2 separate regions of the Mus musculus genome follow, and region 2 is linked to region 1. A link is a contact called in public HiChIP or PLAC-seq data. All regions are on one chromosome and are shown on one strand. Each heading gives the region's core, a stretch centred on a gene start, on an enhancer-like site or on the middle of the called end of the contact. The rest is flanking DNA. Distances are from core to core; before and after follow the strand shown.

Evidence for each region. HiChIP or PLAC-seq counts read pairs in DNA pulled down with a chosen protein or histone mark.
Region 2: a contact with region 1 is called in an H3K27ac HiChIP or PLAC-seq map of embryonic stem cells, with 8 read pairs. The contact joins the promoter of 4933406J09Rik here to the enhancer-like site in region 1. A contact is called at or near these places in 1 of 39 promoter capture datasets (macrophages), 1 of 484 Hi-C or Micro-C datasets (epidermal suprabasal cells), 2 of 115 datasets of contacts at active chromatin or transcription factors (both in embryonic stem cells) and 1 of 9 other capture datasets (adipose tissue).

Annotation. Positions count from the first base shown.
Region 1 is chr6:134,348,015-134,352,158 of GRCm38.p6, reverse strand. The region is part of intron 3 of 4933406J09Rik (RIKEN cDNA 4933406J09 gene); the gene reads left to right. Among named protein-coding and RNA genes, the nearest start is that of Bcl2l14, 46 kb to the left of the region's middle. Within about 2 kb of position 1,953, at least 5 of the 459 cell types and tissues checked have an H3K27ac peak or open chromatin away from gene starts, as enhancers often do. A contact at or near this core is called in embryonic stem cells, where this site is marked.
Region 2 is chr6:134,401,304-134,405,447 of GRCm38.p6, reverse strand. 4933406J09Rik (RIKEN cDNA 4933406J09 gene) reads left to right here and starts at 2,033. Exons shown (of 9, transcript NR_153848.1): 1 at 2,033-2,583. All of the region lies in intron 2 of Bcl2l14 (BCL2-like 14 (apoptosis facilitator)), which reads right to left.

The DNA.
Region 1 (4,144 bases), core at 704-3,203:
CTAAATACTGTTGTGTGTCTGAGAGGCCAGGAAGTCCCTGAGCCAGTATGCCTCCCTGTGCTTCAATAGCACACACAAAGCTGCCTCCAGAAATCTCACTCTGGAGGAGAGGAGAAGGAAGATTTAACTTGGTTTTCAACCAACCTTTGGGAAAGCCAGACCTTCCTATGTATGCATTCTGAGTTTCTCCTTGACAGGAAAGTGGCCCAGAGCCTAGATCTGGTGGCCCCGGGGCTTATAGGTACAATTTAAATGTAACTGGCATTGTCTCCACATCTGTTACAGAGGTCTGTTTGGGGAATGAATGAGAGAGAGAGAGAGAGAGAGAGAGAGAGAGAGAGAGAGAGAGAGAGAGAGAGAGAGAATGCATATCTTGATAATGGCCTTAATTCATTTGAGGATATCTGAAGCCCCATCTGTCAACACTTAGACACCAAGGATGAAATTTCCAACACAGCCAAATGTGATGGTGCATACTCATAATGCCAGCACTGGAGAGGCTGCACCGGAGGGTGGAGAATTTGAGGTCATCTGGACTTCAAACCAGTTCTAGACCAGCCTGGGCTGTATAGTGAGACCTTGTCTCAGAAAACAAAAGTTTCAAGCTTGAATTTTGGAGGGGAACATCAAGGCAAAGCAAGTGGGTCTCAAGCCACCATCCAGTATTCCCTTTTGGGGACGTTCTCTTGTCCTTGCCAAGTCTGATCTACAGAGTTGGCCTTCTTCTCACCCCCTATATAAAGAGCTTTAGACAATTAATGACCACTGAGAGGGAGAATGAGTCTGCTCTTGAGACGAGTCCCCGAGAAGTAATCCAGTCCCAGGCAGTCATCCCTAAACACTTGTACATCGGAGCTGAATGGACTCAGCAGGTTGTATTCATTAATTTACATGCAACAATAGTAATTGCAGAGTAAGAGAGTACACACATTTGAGAAGACTGAAGGGGACATAGAAAGAGTCAGGTGGAGGAGAATGGGGGGTAATGTAAACATAGTACTAATCTATAAAAAGAAATAACAAAATTATAAGTATTAGTTAAAAATAAATTACAATAGTGTACGTTTAAAAATCCTTCTTAGAGTTTTTGGATAAAATGATGGCCCAGCTTGATTTCCACAGACATGCTCTGTCTGGATAGGCTCAGGAGGGCATGACCACACTGTAACAATCTCAAAGAAATGAAAATGTAAAAATATTCATTTATCAAAGCATCGGGCTATCTGAAGTATTTATTGGCCATAATTTTCCAAGCAGAGAATGAAGTCAGCCAGCTTCCTGGAAGAAGTCGGAATTTTGAGTCTGCCAATCCAGAGGGAAGAGAATACACAGGGAATAAATGTCTCCAGTTTAAGAAGCTCTTAAGAGCCTACATTTCTAGATTAGCAATGTGGAGGCTGGAGAGATGACTCAGTGGCTACGAACGCTAGCTGCTCTTTCAGAGGATCTGAGTTTGATTCCCAGCACCCATGTCTCACACCTTCCTACAGCTCTAGCTTTGGGGGAATCCAATACCCTCTTCTGACCACAAGGATGGACACTCACATACACATAATTAAAAAAAAATGTAAATCTCTAGAAAAAATAATGTAAATCTGCAGAAACATGAAAAAGAAAGGGAAAAAATTAAGCGTCTTTCTCATCATTTCTGTCTCTCTGTCTTTGGTCTCTAAAGGACACAGATGACAATCATGTGTTCTCTGTCTCTTTGTGCCTTTCCTCAAGCTATCCAGAACATTTTATCTGATGTTTTTTAAGTTAAGGTGACACTAAGTGGTTTGAGTGAGAATGTCCCATACTGGCTCAGGTACTTGAGGAGCCATGGCCTTGCTTCAGTTCAGTGTGATCTTAAGCTTTGTGTTTGCAGCAGCTGAAGAAGTGACCTCTCTGCTCTCTGATCCTGCTGTCATACTCCCCTCCCATGATAGACTCTTTCCAAAACAGAGGTTAGCGACTGATGCCTGCTCTGTTTAGGAATGCTCTTCTGCCAGATTCCTCTCGACAGAGGAATGGATACAGAAAATGTGGTACATGTACACAATGGAGTACTACTCAGCTATTAAAAACAGTGAATTTATGAAATTCTTAGGCAAATGGATGAAACTAGAATGTTGTGGATAGTTTTGGGGCTAATTATGTTTGATGTTTATTCCTCCTGTGAGGGGTCACAAACAAGGAATGAGTCAGCGCTCAGGTGATTTCCTGTAAACCTGCTTCCCACCTTAATTTGTAAAATAAAGGAGAGCTGATGACTGGGCAGATGAAGGGAAGGAGGGGCAGAAGGGGGAGAAGGAGAAGAAGGAGAAAATGGGAGATAGAGAGGACGCAGAGGAGAGGAAGAAGAAGAAAAGCAGAGCAGAAGCACGTGGCCTGGAGATACGGCAAGTTCTAAGGGGTCTCATAGACGTGGAAGATGGTATGTAGTGGTAGATCTGCTGGACCTAGGTGCACAGCATGTATTCATATTAACTGAGTCGTTTTCATTGCTGGGGCTTATTTGGGTTGGAGATTTACCGAAACACAAGAAAATAGCATCCAGAGTGAGGTAACCCAATCACAAAAGAACACACATGATATGCACTCACTGATTAGGGGATATTAGCCCAGACTACCCAAGATACAGTTCACAAACCACATGAAACTTGAGAAGAAGGAAGACCAAAGTGTGGACACTTCAATCCTTCTTGTAAGGGGGAACAAAATACACATGGAAGGAGTTACAGAGACAAAAGTGTGGAGCAGAGACTGAAGGAATGACCATCCAGAGACAGCCCTACCTGGAGATCCATCTTATATACAATCACCAAACCCAGACACTTATTGTGGATGCTAACAAGTGCTTGCTGACAGGAGCCTGATATAGCTGTCTCCTGAGAGGCTCTGCCAGTGCCTGACAAATACAGAAGTGGATGTTCACAGCCATCCATTAGATTGAGCACAGGCTCTCCAAAGGAGGATCTAGAGAAAGGACACAAGGAGCTGAAGGGGTTTGCAGCCCTCCTAGGAGGAACAACAATATGAACTATCCAGTACCCCCAGAGCTTCCAGGGACGAAATCACCAATCAAAGAGTACACATGATTGGACTCATGGCTCCAGCTGCATATGCAGCAGAGGATGGCCTAGTCGGTCATCAATGGGAGGAGAGGCCATTGGTTCTGTAAAGGTTCTATGCCCCAGTGTAGGGGAATGCCAGGGCCAGGAAGCAGAAGTGGGTGGGTTGGTGAGCAGCGGCGTGGGGGGTGGAATAGGGGGTTTTCAGAGGGTAAACCCGGAAAGGGGATAACATTTGAAATGCAAATAAAGAAAATATCTAATTAAAAAACAACAAAGGAATGCCTGTTCTGTTGGGCACCTGAGAGTGCAGGCTTCTCACCCTCACCAGCACAGTCAGGCTATTTACTTGCTTTGGTTGGGTTTGTCTTGTTTTGCTTTGAGTAACTCTCACTATGTAGCCCAGGATGGCTTTGAACTCACCCCCTTCCGCCACACCCTTCCAAGTGCTGAGACTATAAGCAGAGGCTACCGCACTAGCACTAACGGAAACAGGTATATATTATTCACATTTAGGAGGGTCTCACTTTGAAGCCCTGGCTGCCCTGGAACTTGCTAGGTTAGTCTCAGACATGTAGAGATCTGCCTGCCTCTGCCTCCCATGTGCTGGATTAAAGTCATATGCCACCAACCCTGGCCCAGACTTCCCATTAGAGAAAAGTCTTTTTTATTTGCCTCTATGAAGGGGTGAGAAAAATGACGTGTCTTTGAGTCGGCTTTGGGTGAGTGAGTATCTTTTCACGTCTTTGTAGGCCATTTGAAGTCTCTCTTCAGTGACCTGCCTTTCCTGTTGAGTGGGATTATCAGTCACAGTGTGTTACCGAGGTATCTCCTCACTATCAGCTGCGTTCTGTCTTTATCATTCTCTCCCATAAAAAGGTGTTTAAAATTATGCATTAAGTTTATATATTTTAAACATTTCAAAATTACTCAAGTAATACTGTTTTCAACAGAAAATTGTAAAAAAAAAAAAAATAAGCCCAAAGGAAATGTGTGTGTGTGTGTGTGTGTGTGTATGTGTGTGAGAGACATTCATGGACATACCACTCCTAGACAAGTACCTATATGTAATTTTGTAAATCTCCATCTCC
Region 2 (4,144 bases), core at 784-3,283, 53 kb before region 1:
TCTTGTGGGTTTATGTTGTTTTTCCTTTTTCTTTTCTTCTTTTTATTTACTTATTTATCTTTTTGTTTTTTGTTTTTTGTTTTTTTGTTTTTTTAAATAGGGTTTCTCTGTGAATGTAGCTTTGGCTGACCTGGAACTCATTCTGTAGACCAGGCTGACCTCAAACTCACAGAGATCCAGCTGCCCCTGCCTCTCAAGTGCTGGGATCAAAGGTGTGTGCCACCACAACCAGTTCCTTTTAGTTTTTTGTGATGAGGTCTTGCTATGTAGCTCCACTGGCTTTGAACTTGTGATCTTCCTGCTTCCGTTTCCTGATGCGCATCCCCAAATCTGGCTCAGACACAGGGTTTTTCACTACTCAATTCTCCTGGAATCTGTGTAGTGCATGTTTCTCGAAACTAATTTTTCTTTGGTTAGTTATATCTTTTAGTATGGAAGAACCCAGAAAGAGAATGTGGGAGGGATGCCTCCCCACCCCCATACTTGTCAGTAAATCCAAAATTGTGTTTGAGGCTGAGCAGTGATGGTGTTGCTGGTGCAGTAAGAGGCAAGGCCAGAGCCAGAAGCATTGAACTTCCATCAGGGTCGTCCAGGCACAGAGGCGGGATAGAATTGTGGTGGATTTAGCTATCCCCAACTTCCTTTGAGGACTCCACAATTAAGAACATCTCAGACTTGACGCTAATATCACCTCTTCCTCTACCGGAAGCCATGAGGGCAAATGTTGGTCTACACCTGACTGACAATGAGTCTGTGTCTACTCTAGGAGAGGCAATGAGAAACTTGGAGAAAGCGAACATCCATCTTGTCGAATTTATGGTCATCAAGAGAGACTTCTCGACCTAGTCGGTCATCAACTTTAAAAATAAACAGAAGCATGTTTTCATAGTCTCGGGCTGCAGAGAGGTGTCATTACAATAGCTGGGATTTTTTGGAGTCACTTCTTCTTCTTCTTCTTCTTCTTCTTCTTCTTCTTCTTCTTCTTCTTCTTCTTCTTCTTCTTCTTCTTCTCCTCCTCCTCCTCCTCCTCCTCCTCCTCCTCCTCCTCCTCCTCCTCCTTCTTCTTCTTCTTCTTCTTCTTCTTCTTCTCCTTCTTCTTAAAACTCAGCTGTGTAGAGAGTGTTTATAGTTATGCCCAACTTACAGATAAGAAAACCGAGGCACCGAATTGCTTAAGGTGACATATGCGGCTAAGCTGAGGTTGAAGAGAGCCCAGGCTGTCTGTCTATAGAGCCCAGACCCTGACTATCTTTCCTGTCACTATTTAGATGTCTTTGATTAACTCTTTGTCTTCTTATCTAGAACCAGGATCATTGCCACTTGACTCTGGAGCAGAAAAATACTACACTGTCTGAAACAGGTAAAAGCCTGGTGATATCTCCTCAGTGGGTGGTTGGGAGTTTGGAAACCGTCTGGTTCCTAGAGGCCTGACCCTTGCGTGCTCTAGATTCGTCCACATTGCAAGTCTATGGAGATGCAAGTTAATGTGTAGAAAATGAGGGTAATGTAAACACAATACCTCCCATGAAAACGAGAACCGGTTCCTGCAGAATGCGTTCCTTTGTTGTCCTGCAGAGAGCAGCTTTTCCAGTTTGTCCTGTTTGTACATCATCTCAGCAGTCCTTATCTGACTATAAATGCTTAGTGTTAGAAGGTCTCCTTCAAACCGGAGAGAATATTGTATTGGTTTCGGTTCGGTGTTACAGAAGGCATTTGAAATAAGCTCTTTTTAATGTGTCAGTCAAGCCAAATACATTTATTTTTACACTTTCACACGAGTGTACAACATATTGTGGTCATAGTCTTACCCTATTACCGTTCTCCCTCACGCTTGTATTGACTTTCTTCTTCCCATGCCTTTTTTAGCCCCACGAGGGCTGCTTGTGTGATCATGGCTATGGGGTGGGTCATTTAATTAAAGCAGGGGCAACTTACCAGTGGCTACACCACTGAAGAAATGGCACCCTCACCCCAGCAACTGTTAACTGCCACTAGCTCCTTGGCAGGGTGGGGTGGGGTGGGTGGACGCCTCAGGAGCCTCCCCTATCCACGGTGGAATGTTGAAGGGACCAATCTGACACCAGTTCTTTACAACATATGATTTTACTTTAAATTAATTTAACCCTTAGTTAAATCATTTAAGTTCTTTGGCTTTCAGCCCCACCGAATCTTCACCTTGGACTATAGGCTTGGTTGCCTGAGGCACATTTGGATGCATTGGAGTCATTTCTGTTACTCATTGTGCCTCTGACTGGATGAGGGATGCGAAGGAGGTGAAGTTTGGTGTCCTCCGTGGCTCATGTGCTTGAACATTCGTGCCCAGTAGGTGGCGCTGTTTTTCGAAGGTTAAGAAATCCTTAGAAGGATTCAGGTCGGGCCTTGGGCCTCTATTTCCTACAGGAGCTTTCTGTTTCCTGATCTGTGAAGATGTGAACAAGCCGCATGACAAGCTGGAGAGGCGATCCTCTGTTACAGAAAAGAGCCAGCTGAGCAAGGTGTGGGGAACAAGGCAGTTTCTCAGGTCTCCGCTTCAGTTTCTGCCTCCAGATCCCTTCCTTGGCTTTCCTCAGCGATCAGGTCATGGTAAGTCAAATTAACCCTTTCTTCTCTAGGCTGCTCTTGGTCATGCCGGCTTTATCGCAGCCATAGAAAATAAACCAAGAATGGGTTACTGTCGAGAGGTGTTGGAGGAGCGGGCTGACCTTCACAGTGTTGGGGAGTTGGCAGTTCAGAAGCCTCACACTAAACAACTGAGTTATTAGAGGATAGTTATATGGAGGATGAGTGAGTTTCGTGTGTTCTGTGAGGAGGGCTGGGGCTAGCTCAGCGGCAGAGTGCCTGCCTAGTGTATCTGAGACACTGAGTTCAACTCTTACACCACCCAGAGAACAAAATCCCAGAGTTAGGGAAGAACATTTGCAATGCATGTTCTATAACTAGGGGTCAAAGGTCTCAGGATGTGCACGGGGATGAGTTGGACAATGACAAAACAGGTATAGATGTAAAACTCCTCGGGTGGCTTCTCATTGCTACCCAGAGTGTGATGTGTGCAGGTGTGGAATAAGAACCATTGGCTTGCACTGGCTTGGGTGTCTGAGTGTGGGCAACAAGTCCAACATTCTGTGAAAAATGCCTCACCCCTGACTGTGAATAACCAGCAAATATACAGTGGGAGGTTTGAAATTCACCTTTGAGCACTGTCCTCGAATCTGTTTGACATTTTTTTTATGATTGACTTGGGTAGTGATGAATTCACAGATGATGGGAAGAGGAGTTTGGGGAGGGATATGGACCACAGAGTCAGGTGAGAGTTCTAGATGTGAGCCTTGGGTCTGTCATTTCCCAACTGGATGCTCTCCCTTTCTCCATCTTCTTCCCCCTCCCTTCTTCCCTCCCTCGCTCCCCCTTTCTCTTTCCTCTCTCTTCCTCATTGTTTTTCCACTTTATTGTAGTCTCTCATTGAACCTGGGGCTTGCTGCCTCAGTTAGCCATCCAGCAAGCCCCTGAGTTCTGCATGCTTCTGTCCCCCGCGCTGGGTTACAGATGTGGGCCACCATGCCGAGGTTTTTCTGGGCATCCAAACTGAAGTCTGTACAGACTCATGGTTGCCACTGAGCCATACTTCTAACTCTCTAAATAGCTTACGAACAGTTCCCTTAACCACACTAGCCTCTGTTTCCTAGTTTATTAAGAGAAGACAGAAAGATCTGACTTTGTGTAAAGACCAAATGACCAAGGTTTTCGTGGGAAGCACTTGTCAGGTGTCGGGGTACAAAGCTGGTGTTTCAGAAACTGCCAGCTGTTGTTGACATATGATCATTACTCTGGGAAGAATAAAGTAGGTAATATGTGGGGTCCCCAAATTATTGTAGGGACAAGCATGTGCTAAGATTTGGAATACTTAGGATTAACTAATCAGTTGTACGCAAAAAGAATAAGAGAAACCTCACTTAAGAAGAACTCATGTCAAAATGCCTTATGGATGAGTGTCTGCTTCATTTGAAAAAGTGTGAGATAGCTTCCCAAAATGTGATGGTGGGCCAACGAGATGGCTCCGTGGTTTAAGGCAATTGTAGCCAAACCTGATGACCTGAGCTTGGTCCCTGAGATTCACAGGGTAGAAGGAGAGGACCAACTTGAAGTT